2 separate regions of the Zea mays genome follow, and region 1 is linked to region 2. Evidence: chromatin contacts called from public Hi-C data. All regions are on one chromosome and are shown on one strand. The core of a region is the stretch at or near the end of the contact, and the rest is flanking DNA. Distances in the headings are between cores, read along the strand shown. Region 1 has its middle 43 kb from the start of LOC103637762. Region 2 has its middle 20 kb from the start of LOC109943666.

Evidence for each region. A called contact is a pair of places that touch in the nucleus more often than the background predicts.
Region 1: a contact with region 2 is called in a Hi-C map of tassel, with 2.4 times the contacts expected there. The contact joins two enhancer-like sites. A contact is called at or near these places in 2 of 25 Hi-C or Micro-C datasets (ear and tassel).

The regions. Positions count from the first base shown.
Region 1 is chr1:110,292,852-110,296,458 of Zm-B73-REFERENCE-NAM-5.0, reverse strand. No RefSeq gene overlaps it. Among protein-coding and RNA genes, the nearest start is that of LOC103637762, 43 kb to the right of the region's middle. Within about 2 kb of position 1,713, at least 17 of the 20 cell types and tissues checked have an H3K27ac peak or open chromatin away from gene starts, as enhancers often do. A contact at or near this core is called in ear and tassel, where this site is marked.
Region 2 is chr1:109,924,300-109,927,651 of Zm-B73-REFERENCE-NAM-5.0, reverse strand. No RefSeq gene overlaps it. Among protein-coding and RNA genes, the nearest start is that of LOC109943666, 20 kb to the right of the region's middle. Within about 2 kb of position 1,396, at least 18 of the 20 cell types and tissues checked have an H3K27ac peak or open chromatin away from gene starts, as enhancers often do. A contact at or near this core is called in ear and tassel, where this site is marked.

The DNA of each region.
Region 1 (3,607 bases), core at 464-2,963, 370 kb before region 2:
CAGGGACACCATTTAGAATAATCATACAAGTAAAGAATCTCACAAACAATTCACATAATTGCTAATCATTATAAGGTGCCTTTCAAGGATATTCAATTAAGCAATATATATCATGGATACAAAGAAATAAGCTCATCTCTATGATTATCTCTAGGGCATATTTCTAACAGTCTCCCACTTGCACTAGAGTTAATCTAGAAGATATATATAATACCCATAGATCTCATGTGTGTCTCATGCTTAGCTAGGTTGTGAAAGAGGTTTCGTCAAAGGATCAACAACATTCAAATCTGAATGTATTTTTCATATCTTTATCTCACCCCACCCCATCTCATGTGTCTCTCCCACTTGCACAACATTCAAATCCTGTATGAGGTGAAACTTCCATAGTTCGTGTTTGCTTTTCTGGTGGTTCCTAGGCTCCTTAGGTTGCGCAATAGCCCCATTGTTGTCACAGTAGAGGTTCAATGGACTAGAGGCATTAGGAATGTAACACCTCAAAATTTTATTGGTGGAATTTGGTAAAATTCTTCGAAGAGTTTGAATTGGAATATGTTCTAATAAGGGTTTTCCTTTGTGAAAGCTACATTTCCCTAAAATAAAAAATCAAATAAAATGATTTATATTCAAGTATATATTTGTTGAATTATATAAGTTAAAGGATCTCTTAAAAATGCTATACCCTAGAAGACATTTTCTTAAACCACTATTTTGTCTGCATGAATGGATTACGTGGAAGCATTCCTTAAATAGAATTAATAGATAAATAAATAGATGAATAAAATATTGATGCATCTCATGCTGGGAATCTTATGCTTTAAAGTTGAGTGTGAAATCTAAATCAAAATTTGAATCAAGAAATTAAAATATAAAAGAAAACATAAAAGAAAGGAGAAAAGAATAAGACCAAACTGATTTGGGCCAAATCCCTATAAGGTCGGCCCACGAACCAATCAACCCTTTCCCTCCATAGCTCCGATGTGCGCACACTCAGCCTGTGATGCCGTAGGAGTCGACAGGCGAGCTCGTCTGTTAAACACCCTCGCGCTGACGCATGTCCCAGGTGAAATGTCTCTACTGCGCATGCTAGGCACCGACTGGTGGGGCCCCGGGATAGCTCCCCTCTGAGCCATTCGTAACAACCTCGTCGTGGCCGCGTGCGGAGATCTCGCCGATTGACCAACCGCGCGGGCTCTCCCCGCGTCTCTGCGCTATAAGGTCACCTCCCCTGGCCACCCATCCATAGCAACCAGCAGTGCCGGGCGTGAATGCCAATGTGTGAGGGAGAGATGTCGTCGAGCAGAGGGAGGGTTAGGCCGCGGTCGCACATAAATAGAGCTCTACACCATCGTCATAAAAGCAATGGAATCGGGTCCGGGAGTTTCGCAGAGTTTCCACGGGGGTGCTTGTCGCTTCTCTGGGCACCATTGGTGGTCTGGGAGGTGTGAATTTCTCACCGACGTCGGTGTCCGCCATGCTGCCACGCATGGACAAAGCCACACATCCCTGTGTCGCCCACCTTGCTAAGAACACTCCTAACTAGTCCGTTTTGGTCTCTTCTACGCATAGCACCATTCAGATTGGGATTTGAGGCTCTTGGCACAACATCATCTTCTCCAGCCACGAGCGTCGCCGCTGACTCTAGGCGCCACCACGCCCCCGTGTCATGGGGTGGAGGGTGGTCTGAGGCCGTTGGATTGCAAAAGAGCGGACGAGATTAGATCAGGTGAATACCGGTTGGATCTTGATCCACGCCATTGATCCAAGATCCGAGGGCTGGGACCAGCGTGTGTCGTGGACAAATTTTGGACCACTAATCTGTCATCCTATGATTGTTATTGCTTACAGTTTTGTTTTAAGTGGTAATCTAATCAAGGTCGTAGGTGAAGGATCAGACGGATCATAGTGACCCATACCCCTTCGGCCGACACTTTGCATAAGAGACTCCTTGGCTTTTGTCAAATAAACCTGCCATCCCTATCTATGCAAAGATCGTTTTAGGAAGGTCCAGATTTATACGCTATAGCCCCTGAGTTCTCAGGTATTAGTGGACACAGTCCAGATACTTTATTAAATAGATTTGAAATTGATTTTTAGTATAAATATAAACCTTGAAACTTGTAAAATTCATAACTAATTCGCTTTAACTCCAATTAGTCCTGTTCAAGTTGTGTTAGTCTCATATTAATATTACCTACATCTTATTAACATTATTTTATTCTGTAAGATGTTCTCAAAAATAAATAACTAATTTATTCAACCTATGTTTTTTGAATGAACATGTTTAATCGGAGTCAATATAGGATTGTAATTTGGATCATTTACTAGAATATGATTATATTGTAACTTAGATTAAACATTGAGTTAGTTATATCTTTTCTTACATGATTTATTTTAATCAACATATAGTTTTATTGGTTAACCACCTAAAACTTTGAAAAGCCATATCTTTTAAACCGTAACTCTGATTTTAGTGGTTCTTGAACCTACGATCTCGTAGCGGTGCATAGAAGATTCCTATGCAAATTGTTCTTATGTTTGGTGTAATGTTATTTTATATACTCCTTGTTTGTATGTATGTATTGCCACGAGTAGCAGTGAGGTCACGAGTAACCCGAAGACCAAATTGGTGAAGTACCTGGGAATATCGAGTCTAAGGCAACTTGTGCCCTTAATCACTTTTCTTTACCTAATAATGTTCCTGTCAATCACTGTGACATGCTCTAGGTAAATTGATGGGACCTAATAGGTTTCCCTAGTATTGTTTATCCCACACCTTGCAAACATATGAACTATTGGGTAGATATGCTATTGCTTTACCTGGTTTTGGGAAACATATGCTATATTATGATCATGTTCCAATTTCGTTGCTGTTTAAATTATGTTCTTGATAAGATCATCATGTTAATTGGAACATGGAGAACCACCTAGGAAAACTGTGCTACCACAAGGGTGGAATGGGACACCCTTGGCCAAGTAATTAGGAAAGCTAGGGAGAGATTACCTTACCCGAAAGAGGAAAGTGGGGAGGCGTCGCTACAGAGTATAGGGAGGTTATCGGGTTGAACTGCTGTGATGGCATTTCGGATGAGGGATTCCTATGCTTTCTTCTTCCTGGATCCGTAGCGGGTTTTCTCGAACTAGTGGAACTTTGGAAAGGCCTCGCAGTGGATCCCTAGCCATTTACATTGGAAGTGTCTAAGGGTCTAGCTAACCCTGGCTAATCGGGAAACACATCTTATGGGTAAAGATGTGCAACCTCTGCAAAGTGTAAAACCGGTATATCAGTCGTGCTCACGATCATGAGCGGCTCAGACCCTCAAATGAGTAATCTATGGAACTAAACTTAATTTGTCATACGCATTGCATTGTGGGTGTTATTATTAATTTGACCTCTTATTTAATTGGGTTGGTATCTACTTATACTTAGTAACCGCTAATAAAATTTTGACCAACTTTAAAAGCAATGCTCAGCTTTAACCATCCTCTTTGGTAAGCCTTACACTTCACATGAGCCCCCACTGTAAGTGAGCTCATGCACATTATTCCCCACAACTTGTTGAGCGATGAACATATGTGAGCTCACCCTTGCTGTACTCACATCCCC
Region 2 (3,352 bases), core at 147-2,646:
CAACCTGCATAATAATGATCTACGGGTCGTTACGAGATCGTGGGTTCGAGAACTACTAAAATCGGGTTTACGGTTAAAGAGTTATGATTTTCTAAATATTTAAGTGTTGGATATACAAGAAACTAAGTGCATAATTTTTTTAGCCTAGGTTTCATAGCAAAATAAAGTTACTAGATGATAAACAATATTAATATGAGTCTAATGCATCTGGAATGAATTAATTCGGAGCTATAACAAAGAAGATATGTATTTTACAATATTAGTAGATTTATTTTTATACCTATATTCATATTATTTAGTTGTTTTGAATACCCTGATCAATCTGGGCTACGGACAATATTTTGAATACTTCTAGGGTGTCCTGTGCAATTTTTAGGACCCATGTGCACTAACCCCAGCCCCAGTGTGGATGGCGGCTTGATTTCAATTAAAACCAGGGTCTCCCTTGCAAAGTATAAACAGTGAAGGGGTACCGACCAATGAGATGGCACCGATTAGATCGCTATTTAATCGAACCAGTATGTGCTGAGAACCGGTGATCCTGAGATCAGTGGCCCAGATTTTAAACACTGAGATCAAATCTTACGCGTATAATTTGGATCATATGGCCGAGATCAAAATCCGAACCGGTACTCACTGGATGCCGCTGGATCATGATCCAATGGTCTAGGGTTTAAAGCGCCACGATCTAATCCGGTGCGCACAATCTCGATCCAAGTGCTAAGATTTCCCACTGAACCGGTACATTGTGGATCTAATCTAGACCATGCAGTAGTCGATCAACGGCCAAAAGTGTTCTCCCTCTCCGATGAAAAAGCGCGGTGGAGTAGAGCTCACGCAGCGGCACTCTCGCCGGAGAGAGGCGATGCAGCGACCCAGTGCGCCAAATCCTATGGCAAGCGGTGCTATGTGATGTAGAGGTGAAGGCGAACGGTTCAGGTGGGTTTCTTACCGAAATCAGAAACGGTGAACACCCTGCTCGGGGCGTGAGGCGGATCCGTGGAGTTTCAATTGCTCCGACGAGTAATTCAGTCTGAGCAACTCCCGATTCTCCCCCCGAATACCTCGCACACGGCCCGCCACACGACGAATACCCCCGACCAATCCTCCCCCGAGACCCAAGGACGATGGAGCTGGATCACAGGCGCGGTGACGCTCTACCGCCCTCTGTGATTCGATCACACGCTGTGGTCGAGGGCCGAGTCGATGGGATGAGGGCGTGCGGTGCTCGAGTTATATACACCAGATTTGGGTGGGGAGGGTTGTTTAACTGGCGATAGCGAGGATCCCAGGAGATCTTCAACGACCCGACAACGGCGGCCGCGAACTGAGGAGACGGGGAAGAAGATGTCGACCCAGAGGCCCCACCTGTCATCCAGTGCCCGGGAGCAAACGCGCACGCAGGCAAAGACTGGCGTGCGGGCCAGCTTGACAGCGCTGGGCACCACCGAGCGCGCGGTAATATGCGGCTTAGCTGGGCCAAAATGGAGTAGCAGGCCTAGCTATGTTGAGTTTTCTTTTTTTTTTCTTATTTTCTCTTTTATATTTTTTCTATTTTCTATCCAATTTCAAAATTGAATTCAAATCTGCATTTGAGATTTAAATTTAGGTTTTAATGCACAAACAAAAACACCAGTATGAAATTCATCAATTTATTTATTTAGGTATTGGTTTCAAATATGCAATACACAAATAATTTTGAATGTGTGATCAAAGCTAAAAAGTTTAATTCAGAAGAACAAAAATATTCATTATATTTTTGTGAAAAGTAAGGTTCAATAGAGAGAATTACTTCATGTTGTATACATTTCTTTACATGTATTTTATCTATATTATGTATTCAAAGAGTACTTCTAGTTTTACGATGATTATTTTCTCCCATCTTTTCTTAGAAAACACTTTTATTTAGTTCTTGAGAAAAAAATTTCTCAAGATCCCAAAAATACGATTTTACGGTGTTACAATAGTAGAAGATGAAATGTAGTGATAGAGCTCAAAGATAGAGAAAAAGAACATATTGAGCAAGAAGTGAACTACATCAAGACCATTAGAGTTGCAACATATGGATCTATTCGGCTGGTTGCTTACATACAGTACACCACTGTTGAGTTTTAACAACCCTTATTTAGCACAACTGTTGGTCGCTAAAAGTTGAAGACTATTGGTTGGTCGCTAAATACGTTTCTAGCAACGATTCGTTGGTCGCTAAAAATCTATAAATGTAACAACTTATGGTGGGTTGCTATAGAGACAACTTGTCAGCTGACTATTGGTCGCTAAAAAGATTTAGACCCTAATTTATTGAATTTATGGGCTTTAAGCCATTTATATATTGGTTTTGGAGTTTGATGATCATCACAACCTTTTGGAGTAAGTGGCTTGCTAAGTGCTTGATCACAGGAGCATAAGAAATATTGTAGAAGATCAAATAAAGAGATACAACTCAGAGATAGAGAAAAAAGATTACATTGAGCAAGAAGTGGACAAAGGGCTATTTTACTATTTTAATAATTCCTAATAGACCAAGCTTCATATTGGATCTTGTTAGAACGATAGAGAGATCAGATTTAAGATTTGAAGTTCTAGGCGTCAATTGAAGCAAAAATGAGCAAAGGGACCTAGAAGATAAAAATGATGAAGACCTATTACTTAGAATTATTGAATGGACTAATGATATGTTGGTCTATGTAATAGAAGTGTTCAAGACTATAACCAAATGAAGCCAAGAAAAGTTTCCCCAAAATGGACTAGGTCTAGCTGCTCTGAGTGCACAAGACCAGACACCGGACTCAGCACACAAAGAGCATGTTTTTGTGGCTTTGAGGACTTGGCACATCAGACCAGACTAGTGTGCCACTAAACCACTCACCAGATTCGACACATAGAGAGGTTGTAAACTGGAGTTCAGTAGCAGGGGGCATTAGATCTGCGGTGTATGTGTATCGCTTGGTCAGATGAGATGGTCCAACGATCTACTGACGTGGCAGTGAACAGGGATGTCTGGTGTGCATCAGACAAATTTTGTAAACAATAACCTGAAATTTGATTCTAGGGATAAATTGATTAGGTTATTACGAGAGTATGTCGATAGCTTTGCTTGGAGTTATACTGAGATGCCTGGGCTAAGCTAGGAGCTAGTTGAGCATCGACTCTCAATTAAGCCTAGTTTTAGGCCATTTAAATAGATGCCAAGACCTTTTTGTTCAGATTTGCATCTAAGGATAAAGTTTGAAATTCACCGACTCTTAGAAGCTAACTTTATTATCCTTGTAGGTATGCTTATTGGGTCTCGAATATTGTGCCCGCAGAGAAGAAAGACAACAACAAGCTCAGAGTGTGTATTGATTTTTGC